Linked DNA regions of Mus musculus: region 1 is linked to region 2. The links are chromatin contacts, called in public HiChIP or PLAC-seq maps. All regions are on one chromosome and are shown on one strand. The core of a region is the stretch at or near the end of the contact, and the rest is flanking DNA. Distances in the headings are between cores, read along the strand shown.

Region 1 (4,640 bases), core at 1,490-3,989, 46 kb after region 2:
GGATCCATTTCTTAGACGATGAAGCTTTGAGGCAGTTGATAACAGTGTTGCCATCCGATTCAGCACTGATGGATGCACACAGTGGAGAGAGTCTGAATAACTGGATCTTCAACATGTTGAAATGTGCTTTCCACATGGCTGTGGCCCAGTTACGTCATGTAAACCACAACAAATCACAACAAAAGCAAAGCACTCGTGCTGTGTGTTTTCGCCCAAGCACAAGAGAACGCTTTCATTGTTGAAGGACATTTTCTATGGCTGTCAAGGGCTGGTGAGGTTTTAGTCATCACTCAGCTTTGACACATTGGGTTTCCTGTATGGGAAGAGTTCCAGGCTGTAGACATGCGAGTCGACAAGAAAGCGTGTTCTATTTCTTTCCAGCATAGCCCAGGGTCATCCTGTCTTTTCTAGACTTTTATTTAAAATGTGTCCTAAAGTTATCTGTTAAAAACTTTATTGACCCTGGGCTGGGGGAGGGGCACGAGGAAGAGGGAAGGAAGGGCAGGAGGGAGGACTGCAGGGAGGACAGGAGGGAGGACTGCAGGGAGGACTGCCAGGAGGGCTGACGGGAGACTCAGCGGCTAACAGAGGTTGCTGTTCGTGCAGAGGACCTGTGTTCAGTTCTCAGCACACATGTGAGGGGGCTCACAAATACCTGTAACTCTAGGTCTAGAGGACATAATTCCCTCTTGTGGACTTCAAGGGTACCTCACTCATGTGTGCTCCCTTGCAGATAAACACACGCATATACATACAATTAAAAATAAAACAAATCTTTGGAAAAATTATTAAACCACTTTAAAATCATTTTTTTTTAAAGTATCATTCCCTTTATTCTCCTTATTTGTTGAAGGTAATCACACCCAGTGCATTTAGCAAGTATGAAGACCGGAAATAAAAAATGACAGGAGAATGTGGGGTGTGTGTGTGTTGTATGTATGTATGTATGTGTTGTTATTTCTAGTGGAACATTTGCTGATCCTGTTTCTCTACTCTCTCCTTTTATTGTTCCAGATCATCCCAGGCTCACTGTACTTCTGACATTATATGTGTTTACCATAGTGTGTTATGTGTTTATGAAGCATTTCCCCTGAAGACCAGCATCCCTTAAGGCCAGCCTGTTTGTGTCCCTTAGGTTGCACAGCTATTTGCCTACACAATTTCTGGCGCATGTTGGGAGCAGTACATCTTTAATGGGTAGATCTATAACAAAGATGAATGTAATCTGGTTTTCCTCATATTTTAGAATAAAATGTGATGAGAGTAAATATGGAGTGTAACCTAGAGAGTCAGGTAAGTAAGAAAGAGCCTCCTGTAGTTCCAGTATCCAGGGTGGGTGGAGAGAGCCAGGTATGTAAGAGCCTCCTGTAATCCCAGTATCCAGGGTGGGTGGAGAGAGAGCCAGGTATGTAAGAGCCTCCTGTAATCCCAGTATCCAGGGTGGATGGAGACAGGAGGCTCAGAAGTTTGAGGAGTCATCCTTAACTACATAGAAGTTGAAAGCCAGCATGAACTATGTGAGGCCTGGCCTCAAAACAGCAAAAACAGAACAAATCCGTGAAAAATGAAGAGGAGGAGGAGGAGGAAAGGGAGGAGGAAAGGGAAGAGGGGGAGGAGGGGGAGATATATAACCTAGAAGAAAAAGGTCTTTTGAGACAGATACTACTAAATCAGTCAATTAACTAATCTTAACTGCATGTTAATTAGACATCAAGGAACTAAATGCTGTTGCTGGAAGGAAAAACCTTGTTTTCTGTAAGACACCATTTCATGAAGGACATCAGGCACGTATAGACCAAGTCAGCAGTACATGTAAGCCTGCCTTGGGACGAAAAGTGTGAGTATTGTTTTCTGTAATAAAACTTCACTGAGTTCAGTATGTTTCTGCCTTTTAAAAGTAGTATGTAGCTAGGTATGGCAATGCTGATTGTTAATCTCAACACTTAGGAGGCAGAGGCAGATCTCTTCTGAGTTTAAGGCTGGCCAGGTCTACATGGTCCCAGTACATTCGGAGCTATGTAGAGCAATCCTATCCTGTGTCAAAACAACAGCAAAGTGGTTTGCACTTGCTCTCTGGTCCTTGAAGCCACATTTGGCTGCTATAAATGAAGGAGGAATCTTGGTGGGGGAAGGTCTTTGAGACCCTGCATAAGTAAGCTAAGACTTAATACTTCAGGAAAAAAAGAAATGCCAGGAGAAAGATACAAATGAGAATGACATCACTGTGAAAATTCAGCGAGTTCATGTGGTGCCTTCTAATAACAGTGGGAGACTGGAAGATTGTGTGTGTGTGTGTGTGTGTGTGTGGTCATGTGTCAGTTCTCTTCACCACGTGGCTCTTTCTAGATCAGATTCAAGTCATCAGGCTTGGCAGCAAGCCCCTTTACCTGCTGAGCCATTGTGTCAGCCCACGAAGTTTCTTCTTTTTCTGTGTTCAGGCACCACGAACAAGGAATAGGCAGCTTTACTCTGCTTCAAACTTGCTGCTGTTGTCACGGTTGGTCACTGTCCACTGTGTTCCAGTGGGCACTGAAGAGTCAGTATGGAGCCCTCTGCATATTTCAATGTTTCATTAGGTCACAGATACCTGGCATACAAAGACTTGGAGGACAAAGGCTAATCTGTAAGCTCTGCTTTTGACCTCTCTTCCCCAATTAGGGCGAGCATGCCTTTACTCAGTTAAATCTCTGATAGTGAGGAATGAGCAGAGCACACAGCAGAATGCTTTTCTGTCTATTGTAAAGCACAAATAAAGTGTTTACCTACTGGGAACACGACACCTACTCAGAGTCTGTCCCTGGCTCATTCCTAGCTTGTGGTCTCATTGTCCCTGGTGCGATCTTTCTCTTATCTGTGTAAACATTTTTTTTCTGTCTTTGATGCTCACTCTCTGTATGGATGTGAGAGAGGCCACTGATTAAATACAATGCCTAGCCATCATATTTCTCCAATTCTTAGCTTTTGTTTACTGCCTCTGAAATGCTTCACAGGATGAGAGAATAATAAGTGCTCGTCCCCTGGGGTGGTGGCTAGTTAAACTGAGCAGCAGTTTCATGGTTTCGTATTTGACCATTTGACCATTTGGCTCTCAAGTCAGGAGGACTTTTATTTTTATTTTTATTTTTTTATTAGGAGTGATTAAATTCAAAGAGGATTTCTATTTCTAATGTTCTCTTACACAGGGAAAGATCACATGCTGTAACTTCACATTTATAAGCGAATTGCAAGGAGAAGCATGCTGGAACCGAGAGTTTTGTACACAGTGAAACAGGAAGCATTTGTGATGTAGACTCCCTAAGGCCTGAGAGTGACAATAAACACCAAACTCCATAGTGGGACTTTTTTAAAATTTGGATTTTTCTAGAAGTGTGCACATGTGTGGTGTGTGTTGGGTCTCTAATCCAGGCTGTCCTTTAACTTCCCCTATAGCTGAAGATGACTTGCTCTTCTGCCCCTCCTGCCCCCACATCTAGAATGCTGGGATTTCAGGCATGTTCCACTACTCCCAGCTTAACCCAAGGTTTTAGCTGCCATCCTGTAGAATGTTAGAAAGACCTCTTATCTCTCTCTTCAAATCTATCCAGATGGTGTTCTTCAAGAATTGCCAAGAGCTTCGCATTCCAATCAACACAGAATGACATAAGATGAGGTGACTCGAGTGGATCGGTCAGTGGCCACGTGTTTTGTTCTAGGTCATTCTGCTTTCCCAGATAGTCATACTTGATAGACTTAAAGGGAACATAAATGCATTCGAAGTTTGCAGTCTTGTTTAGCAGCACTTGTCCCCAGCAATGACTAACATGCTATCTCTTATTTATTTAAGAACCCTGCCAAGGTCTCTCCTACCCTAGTCTTTAGGGGGAACATTGAAATTAAGTGAATCAATTCTGTAGCAGCTAGATAAGGTAGAAAACACCCAGCCTTATCTACGCTTGTCTGCTCTGTTTGTTATTTGAGACAGAGTCTCATTTCACCTCTGCTAGCCTCAAACTCTGTATGTATTAAAGGTGAGCTTGAATTCCTGACCCTTCTGCCTCCACTTTCTGAATACCAGGATTATGGGCATGCACCACTGTGCTATTTTCTGCTTGCCTTAAAAAACGATGCAATGCCCCCTTCCTCCACTACTTTTTTCTATATAGTGAGTGCCTTTAAATTTTTGGGATTCGGACCTGAGAAGTAATTGGCTAAGTCTGTTAAATAGTTGGTCCACAGTTCTTCTGTCTATCAATGTATGGTAGGGTTCCATTTGTATTAAATCCTGCCTGAGTACAAGAAGCACAGAGCAGAGAGGGACACAGGCGGGTGGGTCTCACACTGCTGGAACTCTGTGGTCAGCAATGGAGATCTGTACCTGTGATTTTATGATTCTCACTTCAGGACAGTTGGCTAACGATTGGCAATCTCATGCCTTCTTTCTGTCTCTGTGGTACTGCCGACACTTAATATCCACCATCATGATGAACATAGAAATTGAAATTTCAGGAATTAGAAGGGTGAAGAATGACAGGCTCCACTCCATGCTTATGAACTTTGCTCTGCGTAGGGTTAGAATCATATGTTTGCAGCAGCTCCTATGGGACAGCTGAGATGGAACTGAGGCTAGAAGCGTTTGCCATGAAGCCTGCCGACCTGAGTTC
Region 2 (4,348 bases), core at 1,206-3,705:
TCTCTCTCTCTCTCTCTCTCTCTCTCTCTCTTTATCTCTCTCTCCTCTCTCTTAGATTAACATGGACAGCACCTGGGAGTAATCAAAGTTAGTCATATAGTAGTGTTACTGGAGGTATGTTGGAAAAATCACTGGCCTTTTAGTGTAAGAACGCAGAGGGGGGTGAGCAAAATTTTTCTGAAAGATGCAACCATCAAGTCTATTGCTGTGAACAAGGCTGGAAAGCTGTCTAGCTGCTGCTATTATTAAGTTGATTTTATACATTAAGTTTGAAGAGTTAAGGCTGTCCCGTCATTGCCAAGAGGCTGGGTTAAAAATCTCCAAATGCTTTCAGGCTCACACTGCTCTAAAGAGGATTTGTGCATATCCTAGCCAGTGTTTGCTAAATCCATGTGTAGAGATACTTTTATAATTACATCCTCCCACAGCTTGATTTTCTTTAAATTGTTAAAGTTCTCAAACGTGTACAGTGTTTGGCTTCATATAACTATCATCCGGACTCAACAGCCATCGGTATCTTCACATTATCTATCTCCTCTTCTTCCTTTCACTCTTCCAGGCGTGATGCGTGCAACTCTTACACTTTTACATCACTGTAAGTCATGATACCGTCACAAACTAGGGCTACCTGTGTGTAGCTGAGTTGGGTCAGGGGGAGTTGGTGGGGGAAGCTCGAGGGCGAGGGCGCAGGGGGGAGGCGGGAGGGCGGGGGCAAAAGGGGAGGGGGAAGGCGCGGGGGGGGGGGCGGGGGCGGGGCGGGGCGGGGGCGCGGGGACAGGAATACCTCATGGGAAGGGCACTCGAGAATGAAGTGGAATGCATCTCCTGCGAAAGCAGTTGTGTCTGTATAGTTTTCTTCTCCTGGGAAAGTTAACTGAAGAAAGGAGAAATAAGGTCAGTTTTAAAAAGGAGAAAGGGGCAGCATCTGCACAGCAAAACCGTTCTGAGGTCGTTTGTTATCCCTTCATCCGAGATTAAGCGGTAAACAAATCACTTGGCTACACAGACACGCAGGTACATTCCTTCTGCCCGTGTTGGCAGTAAGACCTCGGCCGTGGCAGCCTTCTGGACATATTTCTTACACCCAATTCTCACACTTCTTTAAGGAATTAATGTAAGTTGTTTTACAAGAACACCGTCCAGGATACTCTATATTTTAGAAAACTAGAGATCCGAATTTTATTTTTTGGATTGAGTAGCGATTACTATAGGCAGTAAAGAAGGACCTTGTAACTTTTTTTCCCCTTATGTATGTAAAAAGAATGATTTGAATAACCTCAGAGCAATCAAAGTCCTAATTAAAAGCAGCGGCTGACTTTTCAGCCAAGACACTCCATCTTCCGTCTAACTAAAGGAACATTTTATCACGTCTGTACTGACACCCTTGGATAATGACTATTGTCATCTTTTGGTTGAAACTTGACCCTTCAACTTTATGTGTCAGAAAACTTAACGCTGACAACATACCTTTTACAGTTTTGCCTTAAACGTCATAATGATAAAAAAACCAAACAGTAATAAACAAACAAATAAACAAAACCTTGTCTTGTGTAATTAAATAACCAGAGATGGCAGGCAGTCAGTGGGCCAGTTTTATCATTTTACATTGTTACATCATGATTTTGGCTACCTCAACTTACAATGCCCTCCTCCAATCAGCAACATGCATGCTCTCTTGATAATCTGCTTAGATTTTGCATGTTACCTAAAAAAAAATCTAGGTTTATTAGTAGACCAACATTCTCCCATCTATTTACTTGTATGGATAATAGTTTTGAGAATTATTTTCTTGGAAAAATAATTGTAAAATACATAACAATATTTTAAAATGTCCAAATAGTATCCCACAATGAGATTGCTAAATGTACTTCAGAAATCCTATATATTTTCCTCAGTCCTATTAACTGTAAGTATACCCAAATAGTTCTCAGCATAAGCACATTTAGAGACCCAGAAGCACAAACAGGCAAACAAACAAGTTACCCTAGCCAGTTATTTCAAAAACCTACCTGGTTTCTGTTCACTGATAAAAAGGAGACTCATGGCAAAAATAAAAAATACCCAAAAAAGGGGCTGGAATCGCATCTTTTCTTTTCTTTCTCTTTTTTCTTTTCTTCTTTTTCTTTCCTTTTGTTTTTCTTTTTTCTTACACGCAAGTGAACAATAGCTCTTCAAGTAGAGAAATCGTCTGTAAATCGCAGTATCTGTCCGGCTCACCCCACATCCTATGGCCAGAACTCAGAGGGCTGCCAGCTGCCTTTTCCTGAAAAGGTTAATGATCACATCAGACAAGGTTACTGGTACTCCAGAGCTCCCAAGCCTCAAGCCCCTCCTCCATCCCTCTCCGCGGCTCCCTGCCACTCCCCCTTATTTCCATAAGCAAATATTGGTGAAATGGACCATTCAGGCACGCAGTAACTTAAGCGGGAAGTCTCTGCAAAGCTCCAAGGAGAGTCACTCCAATTCAATCTGTTTACGAAGAACTATGCAAAACGAAGCATTGCCTGCCTCCGCTCCCCTCCATTGCAATCTGTTTAAGCTTTGCATTGCCCATATTGATCCCACATGCAGGAAGCAGTGGAGAGGACGGGAAGTCTCCCTTGTGTCCTCTTGCAGAAGGAATGCTAGAGCTCTAACTGAGGGATTCCCAAATGCTTTGTATGGACTCTGGGTTGGAGCGCTTCCTCTTTGCCAGAGTTACTACAAAGTAGCGCCTATTTATATTAAATCTCCAAATGGCTTAATGTGTGTGGGTTCCCACCATCAGAGATTCCTGGAGTTTAGAAGGTTCAGAAGTAAATCTGTGAAATGTTTATCTTTTCATTTAAGTGCAATTTAAGAAGTGATGAAGGTCATTTTCATCTGCAAACATTCAAGAGTTTTTCAAAGGGAGTTCAGGCAAGCCACAGACATAAAATGCTCTGCTGTAAACTTGTAAGTGGTGGCGTGTCAGGTAAACGTCACCGGCACGGAGACCAGATTGCAGATGGAGAAAGAATGTTGTAGCTGGTTTCTAAACAGTCAGAAGAAACAAAAGGAGTCTAGTTTTTGTCTTGCACATCCACCCGCATCTCCTGTCTGAGGGCTTTCTTACCTGTAATACAAGACTGTTGGATCTGAGAAGTATTGTAATTATTCTAATGAAGAAGGCTATGTAGCTATACTCTGACAGATAAGTAGACCCAAGCACATGTAAGCGGTTGTGAATTGTCAGGAATTTTGTTCCATTTTGGCATCTTTAAAGTCAGGTGGTGGTCACACACAATCTTGGGCTTCTTAAGGTTTGAAATGCAAAAATTATTTTGATTTTACAAATTAGTCTGTACAATTCCATATCTGCCTAGCTATTCCAGATTATACAGAACTTTAAAAAATTCTTAAAAAAATTTTTTTTAATTATTTAATTATTAAATGTGGTGGCACCTATCTTTAATCCCAGCACTCAAAAGACATAGGCAGGCATATCTCTGTGAGTTCCAGGACAGCCTGGTCTACATAGCAAGTACTGGTACAGCCAAGGCTATATAAGAGAGTAACCCTATCTCAAAAATAGATGATAGAAGATAGATAGATAGATAGATAGATAGATAGATAGATTTTATTTATTTATTTATTTATTTACCTGCATGTATGTCTGAGCACCGTGCGTATGCAGTGCCCACAGAGTCCAGAAGAGGACATCAGGTCCCCTGAGCTGTAGTTACAGGCAGTAGTGAGCCCCTGTGTGTGTGCTGGAATGAACTCAGGTCCCCTGACAGAGCAGCACCTGCTCTTAACTGCTGAGCCATTTCTCCAGACCTGTTTTATAGTTATTGTTGTTGGGCTTTTTGTTTGTTTTTAAAAGAAATTTTAAGGTATAAGCCAGATGTGGTAGCACACACCTTTAATCCCAGTATTCAGGAGGCAGAGGCAGGTTAATCTGAGAATCTGAGGCCAGCTTGGTCTGCAGAGCAAGTTCCAGGACAGCCAAGTCTACACAGAGAAATGCTGTCTCAAAACAAGAAACAAACACCAAAAAACCCCACCAAAAACAAAAACAAAGAACTGTGTGTATGTGTGTGTGTGTGTGTCTGTCCAAGGAGGTAAGAAGAGGGCGTTGGATCCCCTGACACTGGTACAGAGAACACAGTTCATACCGTCAGGAAGAGTAGTAAGTACTCTTAACGACCAAGCTGTATTTTAAGCCCTAGTATAGTCTTTTATAGTTGAAATAATGGCCTTAGCTAAACAGCAAGTGTTGATTTAAGGGAAATTCTCATGTGTGGTGGCCCAACACCTAGGAGACAGAGTCCAGGCTGTTATTGATGAGTTTGAAGCCATTCTGGACTATATAGGGAGTTCCAGGCCA

The links. HiChIP or PLAC-seq counts read pairs in DNA pulled down with a chosen protein or histone mark.
Region 1: a contact with region 2 is called in an H3K27ac HiChIP or PLAC-seq map of extraembryonic endoderm stem cells. The contact joins the enhancer-like site here to the promoter of Apela in region 2. A contact is called at or near these places in 1 of 39 promoter capture datasets (neural stem cells), 4 of 15 datasets of contacts at CTCF or cohesin (embryonic stem cells and stem cell-derived epiblast-like cells), 70 of 484 Hi-C or Micro-C datasets (8-cell embryo, differentiating embryonic stem cells, differentiating spermatogonia and 12 more), 19 of 115 datasets of contacts at active chromatin or transcription factors (differentiating embryonic stem cells, embryonic stem cells, epiblast stem cells and 4 more) and 3 of 9 other capture datasets (adipose tissue, embryonic stem cells and pancreatic islet).

What each region holds. Positions count from the first base shown.
Region 1 is chr8:65,080,737-65,085,376 of GRCm38.p6, forward strand. No RefSeq gene overlaps it. Among named protein-coding and RNA genes, the nearest start is that of Gm39184, 21 kb to the right of the region's middle. Within about 2 kb of position 2,740, at least 10 of the 459 cell types and tissues checked have an H3K27ac peak or open chromatin away from gene starts, as enhancers often do. A contact at or near this core is called in extraembryonic endoderm stem cells, where this site is marked.
Region 2 is chr8:65,034,881-65,039,228 of GRCm38.p6, forward strand. It overlaps Apela (apelin receptor early endogenous ligand), which reads right to left and starts at 2,456. Exons shown (of 4, transcript NM_001297554.1): 1 at 2,401-2,456; 2 at 2,010-2,263; 3 at 785-874. The coding sequence starts at 2,085. The coding sequence ends at 786.